Linked DNA regions of Sus scrofa: region 1 is linked to region 2. The links are chromatin contacts, called in public HiChIP or PLAC-seq maps. All regions are on one chromosome and are shown on one strand. Each heading gives the region's core, a stretch centred on a gene start, on an enhancer-like site or on the middle of the called end of the contact. The rest is flanking DNA. Distances are from core to core; before and after follow the strand shown.

What was found. HiChIP or PLAC-seq counts read pairs in DNA pulled down with a chosen protein or histone mark.
Region 1: an H3K27ac HiChIP or PLAC-seq map of alveolar macrophages shows a contact between it and region 2. The contact joins the promoter of CCDC166 here to the promoter of MROH1 in region 2. A contact is called at or near these places in 1 of 47 Hi-C or Micro-C datasets (liver) and 1 of 2 datasets of contacts at active chromatin or transcription factors (alveolar macrophages).

What each region holds. Positions count from the first base shown.
Region 1 is chr4:918,942-923,952 of Sscrofa11.1, forward strand. CCDC166 (coiled-coil domain-containing protein 166) reads left to right here and starts at 1,491. Exons shown (of 2, transcript XM_013993490.2): 1 at 1,491-2,423; 2 at 2,517-5,011. The coding sequence starts at 1,983. The coding sequence ends at 3,455.
Region 2 is chr4:574,721-579,607 of Sscrofa11.1, forward strand. It overlaps MROH1 (maestro heat-like repeat-containing protein family member 1), which reads right to left and starts at 3,139. Exons shown (of 44, transcript XM_021090405.1): 1 at 2,995-3,139.

The DNA of each region.
Region 1 (5,011 bases), core at 241-2,740, 340 kb after region 2:
TGGTGTAGGTCACAGACGAGGCTCAGATCTGGCATTGCTGTGGCCGTGGCGCGGGCCAGCAGCTACAGCTCCAATTCGACCCCTAGCCTGGGAACCTCCACATGCCACGGGAGCGGCCCCCTGCCCCCCCAAAAGATGGAAATTCCACATGGTCTTGAAGTTTGTCATTTTATTATTTATAAATTACATTTTTTACAAAGAGGCACATGCCCCAAATGTGTCCCCAAATTTAAAAGGCTCTGCCACACCTCTGGTGCAGGTGCCACTAGCTGGAGCAAGTCCAGCCAGAGGAGCGACTTACCAGGCTCCAAGAGCAACTTCCTGGAGTTCCTACTGCAGCGCAGTGGGATCAGCGATGTCCCTGCAGTGCCAGGACGTGGGTTTGATCCCCGCACGTCACAGTGGGTTAAAGGATGGGACGGTGTCACAGCGGCAGCAAAGGTCGAAGCTGCAGCTCGGATCTGATCCCCGCCCTGGAACTCCATATGCTGTGGGGCAGCCAAAGGGGGAAAAAAAAAGCCACCTCCTAAGACAGTTTTCAACATAAGCCTTCCTACAAATGTGGTTTCCTAAACCGTGCCCCCCACAAAGTTACAAGTCAGCAATCCTTGAACTTGTTTTTCTTGCAGCAAATGTGGGCAGACCTGGACAGAACCTTGACTGTATGACGGCAAGACCGAAACGTGTAGATTAAAGTTACTTGTCTAAGGCATCTGACAGGATGGGAGGCTCGACGCTCTGCTCACTCTCTGGGCAAGGAGGGGTTTACGATGTTGTTTCCGCAATGCTAATGGCAGAAGGAGCCCAGCCAAATCGCTGGACGTGCCCTTCCTCTCCAGCCACGCTGGCCAGCTGGGAAAGAAGGCCCAGGTCCAGCGGCGGGTGGGATATCGGGGACTGATGCTGCACGTGTGGGCTTAGGAGCCCAGAGAGGAAACCCCAGAGAGAGACAGACACACTGCACTGATGGATGGCATTTTGGCGTGCTCGACCCTCGCAGAGGCCCTAACTCCCACGAAGGCTCCAGGACAGGCAGGAATCATGAAGCGCCTCGAGGAAAACCAGGGTCCCCGGAGCGATAAGAAGCTGCGGGGAAGCGCTCTGTCCTGAAGAGATATAGGGACATTTCACGTGTGTGTGGTGGGGGAGGCCAGGAACCTGGCGAGGACTCTCGCCATATGGGGACAAGTGGGGGAAGAGCCCATTGGTGTACAGTCCGCAAAGGGCCCGAGTCTGGCACGTGGAGTGGGCGCACCTCTGACGGCTGCCGTCTGTTAGAAGCAAGCCCAGGAGTTCCCGTCGTGGCGCAGTGGTTAACGAATCCGACTAGGAACCACGAGGTGCGAGTTCAGTCCCTGCCCTTGCTCAGTGGGTTAACGATCCGGCGTTGCCCTGAGCTGTGGTGTAGGTCGCAGACGCGGGTCGGATCCAGTGTTGCTGTGGCTCTGGCGTAGGCTGGTGGCTACAGCTCCGATTGGACCCCTAGCCTGGGAACCTCCATATGCCGAGGGAGCGGCCCAAGAAATAGCAAAAAGACAAAAAAAACAAAGCAAGCTCAGCATCGCCCTCCAGGGAAAGCCGAAGTCCTGCGCGCCTGGGGTTTGCAGCGAGCACACAGGCCGTCATGCACGGACTCCTCCGAGTGAGGGAGTCGGGGGTAATGGAGAAAGGCGAGTCGGGCCATTGCCCTGGCAACGGGGCGCGGGGGGGTGGTGGTGGTGGGGAGTGGGGAAGAGCGACTACGTTCTGTTTCCATGCAGACCGCAACTCCACTAAAGGTGGGCGAGCCCCGACGGCCGGCCAAGATCCGGAAAGAGACCACTAGCAAAGGTTGGCGACGATGCCCTGACCCCTGATGGACCGCAACCCCCTGATTCCGGCCTCCAACCTCGTGACCCTGAGACGCTTCCAGCCCCGCCAGAACATTCGGGCCGGAGGAGGGGAAGGGCGGAGCTGGAGTGGCGGGCTGGGGGACCCCAGCCATGGCGCCCAAGAAGAAGCGCGGGACAAGCGCGGGGCGCCGGTCGGGCGCGGGGGGAGAGGGCGCCGAGCCGCCGCTGTCGGAACGCGCTCAGTACCTGCAGCGCGAGTACAAGCTGCTCTCGGAGCAGCTGGACGCCTGCGAGCAGCGAGTGGACCAAGTGCTGCGGGACAACGCCTTCCTCGACCGCGAGGCGCTGCGCCTGCGCGAGGAGAACCGGCTCTACGCCAGTTACGTGAGCGCGCGCGCCCAGCGCTGCGCCAACGCCGTCGTCCGGCTGGAGGAGCAGAACCGCGTGGACTTGACGCTGATCCACTGGCAGCGGGCGGAGCTGGCATCGCTCTACCGCGGGCGTGAGGACGGGGTGCGCGCGCAGCTGCTGGAGATGGAGGCGCGCGCGGCGCAGATGGCGCAGCAGGTGCAGGCGTTGCAGCCCTACAAGGCCAGTGCGCACCCTCCCGCGGGCGGGCGGGGCGGGAGCTGGGCGAGGTGGGTGCGCGTCGTAGACCCGCGCTGACCCGCGCGCCCGCCGCAGGAGCTGCAGCTGGAGCAGTTGGCCCGGATCCGGACGCTGGAGCGCGAGCTGCTGCACATGCGCGTGGAGCACACGCAGCTGCTCCACCGCGTGAAGCGGCGCTTCCTGGAGGACAAGGCAGCCTTCGAGCGCGAGGCGCGCCAGCGCGTGCAGTCCCTGGCGCGGCGTGCGGAGCGTGAGGCGGCGCGCGCGCTCTTCGCGCACACTCAGGCCATCAGAGCGGACAACGGGCGCCTGCGGCAGGAGCTGCTGCGGCTGCTCCGCCGGGCCCAGCTGCTGCACGACATGCGGCGCCAGTTGCTGGAGCAGCGGGAGCAGCTGCGGCGCGAGCACGAGGACACGCGGGACTTGGCGCGCGTGCATGGCTGGCTCTCCCGCGGCCCCGAGGGGCCGCCGCTGTGGCAACCGCCGTCGGCTGCCTCACCCCCGGGGCCGTTCGCCTCCTCCACCAGCCCGCTGCGCGCCTTCTCCCGCGTTCCCTCAGCCTGTGCCTCACGGAACCCGTCTCAGGTCTCGTGGCGCCCGGCCTCTTGGACGCTTGCGGCTTCCCGGGCCGCGTCGCTGACCCCGTCGCGTGTTGCCCTCAGAGGCCCGTCACTGGCCCCTTCGAGGGCGGCTTCCCAGGCTCCATCCCAGCCCCCATCGCAGGTGGGCTCCAGGGTACCGTCCTCGATCCCTTCGCGCCCAGCCTCCCGGGTCCCTTCCTGGACCTTGTCCCGCTCGGGCTCCCGGATCCTTCCCTGGACCCCATCCCGTCCGGACTCTCGGGTGTCGTCGCGGTCCTCGCTGGGTGAGCTTCACAGGACACCACCCTTTCTGGGAAGTCCGTCCCCAGAAGGGGCTCTTGCGGCCTCCCAGTCGCCGGAGACCGTGAAGGTGACGCTGGAGCCGAAGCTGCCTCTGGGAGAGCCTGAACCTACCCGGAGGGAGGCCAGTTAGGCCAGAGGGTGGGGGAAAACGCGTGCGCAGCACACGGATTTGGTGAGTGGATTATCAATAAAGGTGTGGCAGCCTCGCCCCACGCTGCTCTGGCACCACCTGCTTCAGTGGCCAGCATTTCTGGCCGGCAGGGGCCATTCATTATGCCTTCTAGTTTCCAGTCTGCTGGTGGCTTGTGTCTGCCAGGCATTCAGCGTCTGTTCACCCACAGCTAGTCTCCCGGCAGCTGGCAGGGGCAGACGAAGTCAGCGACGCCGTGGTCCTGCCCACAGGGCCTGACAGTCTGGTGGCAGAGAGGGACAGCGAAGGCGTGGTTGGACAGGTAGTGTGAGAGCAGGAAAGGAGTCTGGCGGACCAGGGAGGAGCTGGTCGGCTGCGTGAGGTGGCTGCGACGGCCGGCAGCCACGCAGGCTGCTCCGCGGGGACGGGTGTGGGCTTTTTGTTCCAGCGCCTTGGGGAGTTACGGGCGTTTTTGTAATGTTTAACCTGTTGGGGGGTTGGGGTTAATTCTTAATTGTGATATAGTTTCCAACCTAGAGAAAAGTTGCAAGAATAGTACAGGGAACTCCCATATACCATTTATTCAGACTCACCAGCATTCTGCACCTTTGTTTTGTCTATGTATCTGTTTGTTTGTTTGTTTGTTTTTCTTGGTCATGTCCTCCGAATTTGAAGTTCCAGCCAGGGATCAAACCTGAGCTACAGCAGCAACTCAAGCTGCTGCGGTGGATCCTTAATCCTGCTGCACTGCAAGGGAACTCCTGAGCAAACTTTAAGTCTGAAATATATTGAGCAGTAGTCCATGTTTATGGATATTAAGTTTTCAATACTCCCTAAACTGATCTAGAAATTCAGCATGACTCCAAGCAAAATCATAGCAGCTTTTTTGCTTTTTTTTTTCTTTCAGCGATAGATTATAAAGTTTATATGGAAAAGCAAATAACCCACCTTGAATAACAAAGTTGGAAGATTTACACTACCTGGAACTAAAACTACAGTAAATTAAGACAGAGTTCTGTCGTGGCGCAGAGGAAATGAATCCAACTAGGAACCATGAGGTTGTGGGTTCGATCTCTGGCCTCACTCAGTGGGTTAAGGATCTGGCGTTGCGGTGCGTCGTGGCGTAGGTTGCAGGTGCAGCTTGGATCTGGCGTGGCTGTGGCTGTGGCCGGCGGCTACAGCTCCGATTCGACACCTAGCCTGGGAACCTCCATATGCCGCGGGAGCCGCCCAAGAAATGGTGAAAAGACAAAAAAAAAAAGAAAAAAAAAAAGATAGCGAGATCAGTGGAACAGAATAGAGGGCAAAACAGACCCATGTAACACAGTTAACTGTTTCATGACAAGGGCACCAAGGTAATTCAAAGAATAAAAGAAAGCTGTTGTTTTTTCAATTAATGGTGCCAGAACTGTAGGGGGAAAATTAACCTTACCACCCCTACCCCACAGCATACCCCCAAAGAATTCAAGATCAACCATGGGCCTAAATGTGAAAGCCAAAACTATAAAGCTTCTAGGAAAAAAATACACAATATTTTCACAACCCTGGGGTAGGCA
Region 2 (4,887 bases), core at 1,889-4,388:
GAGTCTGTCGCGATAGAAATGACAAGAGGCTAGTGGGTCTAGAATAACATGTAAAGGAGCTCCCTACACAACAGGACCTACAGGAAACCGGCAGCAGGCAGCGCCCAGCCGGTGAGCCCCAGACTCGGCTCTCCCCGCGTCACCAGTGAAAGGCTGGGATGAGGCCTGGCACACAGCTGCACTCTGCCGGCACCAGATGTCATCAGTGCTGTGGCCACCACACAGGGAAGGACAGCCAGCAGAGCCTGTGGAGGGTCCCCGACAAGCCCAAATGGGTGTCTGTCTACAGAAGCCCTTACGTGAGTTCACGGTGTTAGAAAAAACACGTCTGTCAATCAGGGATCTGGGTTAGACTTTTCAAAAACCAAGCACTGGGAAAAAGCATCAGCTCCCTTAGTAGTGACTGAAGAGCTGGCCTTGACCGGCTTTGAAAGCTTCTACCAGCTGCCCCTGCCGCAGGCCAGAGGGATGGCAGCCCAGACCCTGCCCTCCACGGAGCAGACAGACCTGTGAGCACAGTACAGAAGGCACAGCACTCCATGGGGGAAGGGTCTGGAAGGGCCGCCCCCCACACCCCCACATCCCGCAGTTAATACCTTAGAGGCGCCATCTCCTTTAATCTGCACAGCCACAGCCAAGCATGTCTGAGAGGACACTTAGCAGCTGGTAAGCAGTGTGGCAGGACTCAACCAGGACTGGCTCCCGCTAACCAGCAGCAACGCCACTGCTCACCTGGGCCTCGGTGGACCCTGGATCTGAACTAAGCACAGACACCTGCTTCCAGGCACATGTGATAGTTGTGAATACAGCCAGCAAGCAGCCCACGGGCTTTACCTCTGATCCACCAGAGCCCTCAGCAGGCAGCAAACAGCCCTGGGGGAGTGAGAAACAGCAAGATGCAGGTTCCAACAGTCTGCAGCAGCCTGGACCTTGGTTTCAAGGTAACCAAGACAGCTCAACTCCAGGCCATTTCACACTGACGCCAAAGAGAGACCAGAGACATGTGCTCACTGGAGCTATGACGGTCAAAGATCCTGCAGACAGCCCCTTGGCTGTCAGGACTGTAGGGGCAACCACATAACAATCATGCTACCAGTGAAGGGTCCCACCACCGATGACAGGGGTCTCCTGGGGCCCAGGGCCTGCTGGCCACGTCCATCTGGATCGTCTCCAGCACGCACATCTGACAGGGCTAACACTGTCTTCCCCACTGACTTCTCCCCGGCCCCCACCTCACCGGCCTCTTCCTGTGTCATCATGCACTCAGGTGTCTAAGTCAGGAGTCAGCATCACCCCTCCTGGTCCTCCATCTCCCTCCGCACACCCCACAGTGGCTCACTGACACCCCCTTCTCCACCTCTACCACCATCCCTTCCCACCGTGGCTCCTGCCTCCAGAAATGTCCCCTCCAAGTCGGCTCCACCCCCAACCCCACATGCCTCCCCACCAGACAGCTGCTCTGGCCCCCACCCCCCTTGGTGCCTCCCTGCCCCCACCCTGCCAGGCTGGCAAAGGGGAACCTCCGGCAAGTGTGTAGATTGGAGCTGTGGGTGCCCACAGAGCCCTCTTCTCAGGCCCTGCCACTGCATTACAGCTGTGGTGGCGCTGCAGGAAAATCAGAACCCCAAACTGGGCCCAGGAGCCCAGGGACTGGGGGCCGGCCCTGGCCGAGCACCACCTAGTTCTCAGCTTAATTGACAGCTGGATTTCCTGAAGCCCTTCCAGCTGTACCATCTACACTACGGGGCCAGTAATCCTCAGGATTTGGGACAAATGACCTCCCTGCTCTGGACTGCCTCCCCCTCTAATGTCAAAGAGAAAATGGAAAGAATGCAATGGTCCCTTCCCTTTCCGACTCTAAGGGTTTAGGCTCAGCTTGCCATAGAGAGGAACCCCGCAAGCCTGCTGGGGAAGCAGAGACCTGGACCACACGCCTCCGCAAAGTGACAGGCACTAGGACTCGGGGCCAAAAGACCCCCAGGGCGGGGATGGGTACGGAGACCAGGGACCCTGAGTCCCACCCTGCAGGGGGCGGGCAGGGGGCCGGGCGCCCAGAGTTCCACGCCGACGTGGGGAAGAACATGAGCGGCTCGGCTCCCAGGCCGCTCTTCCGGGTTGTGACGCAGCGAATCCGGATGCGCGCGGGGCCGGCCGCACCTGAGTCCGGAGAAGGGGGCGGGCTCGGCCCCGCGACGCCCGGGACCCTCCCGAGCTCACCTGGTGACCTTGGAGAGGCGCCCCCTGACTCGGTTTCCCGCGCGGCCTGAACAAGGGGGCCGCCCCAGGGCCCACAGCGCACACTTCCCCGAGGGGGCCTCCCGAGCGGCCCCCGACTCCCGACCGCCGGCCCAGATCGAGGTTTACCTAAAGGTCCGCGGCAGCCGCCGCCCGGGCGCCGCCCTCCCGACTGCCGCGGCCGGGGGTGGGCGTGGCCAGGCGACAGCCCGCCCCGCCGCCCTCTGCCAACCGCAGCCCGGCGCGCGGCGGCCCGGCCCCGCCTCCACGCGATGTCCGCGCTCATTGGTCCGTGGGGCGTCCTTCTCGTTCGCTCTCTTTCCACCACGCCCACCGAGCCCCAGAGGGCCGGAGTGCGCAATCTCCGCCTCGCGCTCGGCCCCGCCACCGCCGCCCCGTGACATCCGCACCTGACTGTTGGGTGAGAATACACCGCCCTGTGGACCGCAAGGCGTTCGTCCGGTTGCGGGACCCCGCCTCCTTCTCGCTCTGCTCTGTGTCCCTGTCCGACACTTACATCCAGACGGTCCTGGCACACAGACACCGCCCCACATACGGAAGGACGCATTGGGGACACGGGCTCAGCGCGCCAATTAGCCCAAAGCCGGTCCCCGCGCAAATACATACTTGTCCAGGTACACACGCCAGGTGGGCCTGACCTGGTAACACATGGGCACTGTCAAGTCCTATATCTCTCACACACGAACACAGCAAACACCCCAAAGACCCCAAGCCCTCCGCCAGCAGGTACACGCATACATGCGCATGGTTCAGCAGGCCAGCAGACTGTGGGGATCCAGATGAGCAGGTGTCCTGTAGTTCCCGTGTGGTGCAGTAGGTTAAGAATCCGGCGTTTTCTCGGAGGCCGTGGGGTTTGATTCCCAGCTCGGGAACTTCCGTAAGCTGTGGGTGTGGCCATTAAAAAGGAAAAAAAAAAAGGAAGTTCCACTTGCGGCTCGGCGGTAACAAACCCGACTGGTATCCATGAGGACGTGGGTTGGATCGCTGGCCTCGCTCAGTGGGTTAAGGATCCGGCACTGCTGTGAGCTGTGGTGTAGGTCACAGCGCAGCTCAGATCCTGCATTGCTGTGGCTGTGGCATAGGCTGGCGGCTGCAGTTCTTTTTTTTTTTTTTTTTTGTCTTTTTGCCATTTCTTGGGCCACTCTCGCGGCATATGAAGGTTCCCAGGCTAGGGGTCTAATCAGAGCTGTAGCCGCCAGCCTACCCAGAGACACGGCAGCACAGGATCTGAGCCGTGTCTGCAACCTACACCACAGCTAATGGCAACGCCGGATCCTTAACCCACTGAGCAAGGGCAGGGATCGAGCCCGAAACCTCCTGGTTCCTAGTCGGATTTGTTAACCACTGCGTCACAATGGGAACTCCCTGGCAGCTGTAGTTCTGATTGGTCCCCTGGCCTGAGAACTTCCATATACTGCAGCTGTAGAAATAATAATTCTTTAAAGGTCTGCAAATAACAAATACTGGAGAGGGTGTGGAGAAAAGGGAGCCCTCCTGCACTGTTGATGGGAATGTAAATTGGTGCCGCCACTATGAAGAACACTACGGAGTTTCCTCAAAAAAATAAAGATAGGGAGTTCCTGTTGTGGCGCAGTGGAAACAGATGCAACTGGTATCCATGAGAAGGCAGGTTCGATCCCTGGCCTTGCTCAGTGGGTTAAGGATCTGGCATTGCCATGAGCTGTGGTGGTCACAGATGCAGTGCAGATCCTGCATTGCTGTGGCTGTGGCGTAGGCTGGCAGCTATAGCACTGATTTGACCCTGAGCCTGAGAATTTCCATACACTGTGGCTGTAGCCCTAAAAGCAGAAAAAAAAAAAAACTAATACAATATTGTAAATCAACTATACTTCAATAAATAATAAATTTTAGGCATTCCCATCGTGGTTCGGTGGGATACAAATTTGACTAGTATCTGTGAGGATAGAGGTTCAATCCTTGGCCCCACTCAGTAGGTTAAGGATCTGGCGTTTCCATGAGCTGCGGTGTAGGTCGCAGATGCAGCTTGGATGCTGCACTGCCATGGCTGTGGCATATGCCAGCAGCTGTGGCTCCACTTTGACCCCTGACCTGGGAACTTCCATATGCTATGCGTATAGGCAAAAAAAATTTTTTTAACCTTTCTTGGCCATGCCCATGGTATGCAGAAGTTCCCAGACCAGAGATTGAACCCATACCGTGACAGTGGCAACACCAGATCTTTAACTGCTGGGGAACTTGGAAAAAATCTTTCTTAAAAAAAAAATGAATCTGGGAGTTCCCATCATGGCTCAGTGGTTAACAACTCCGACTAGGAACCATGAGATAGCAGGTTCCATCCCTGGCCTCGCTCAGTGGGTTAAGGATCTGGTGTTGCTGTGAGCTATGGTGTAGGCTGCAGATGGATTGGATCCTGCGTTGCCGTGGCTGTGGTGTAGGCTGGCGGGTACAGCTCTGATTTGACCCCTAGCCTGGGAACCCCCCTATGCCGCGAGTGCAGCCTAAACACACACACATGCACACACTCACATACACACAGGAGGATAAGGTCCACTCGGCCCCCAAGGATGCTGCTCACCCAGCCTTGCCCCTGCCAAGTTCAGCAAGGTGCACAAAGGCCGCATCCCGCCCCCAAGGGGCTGTGGCTGTCAT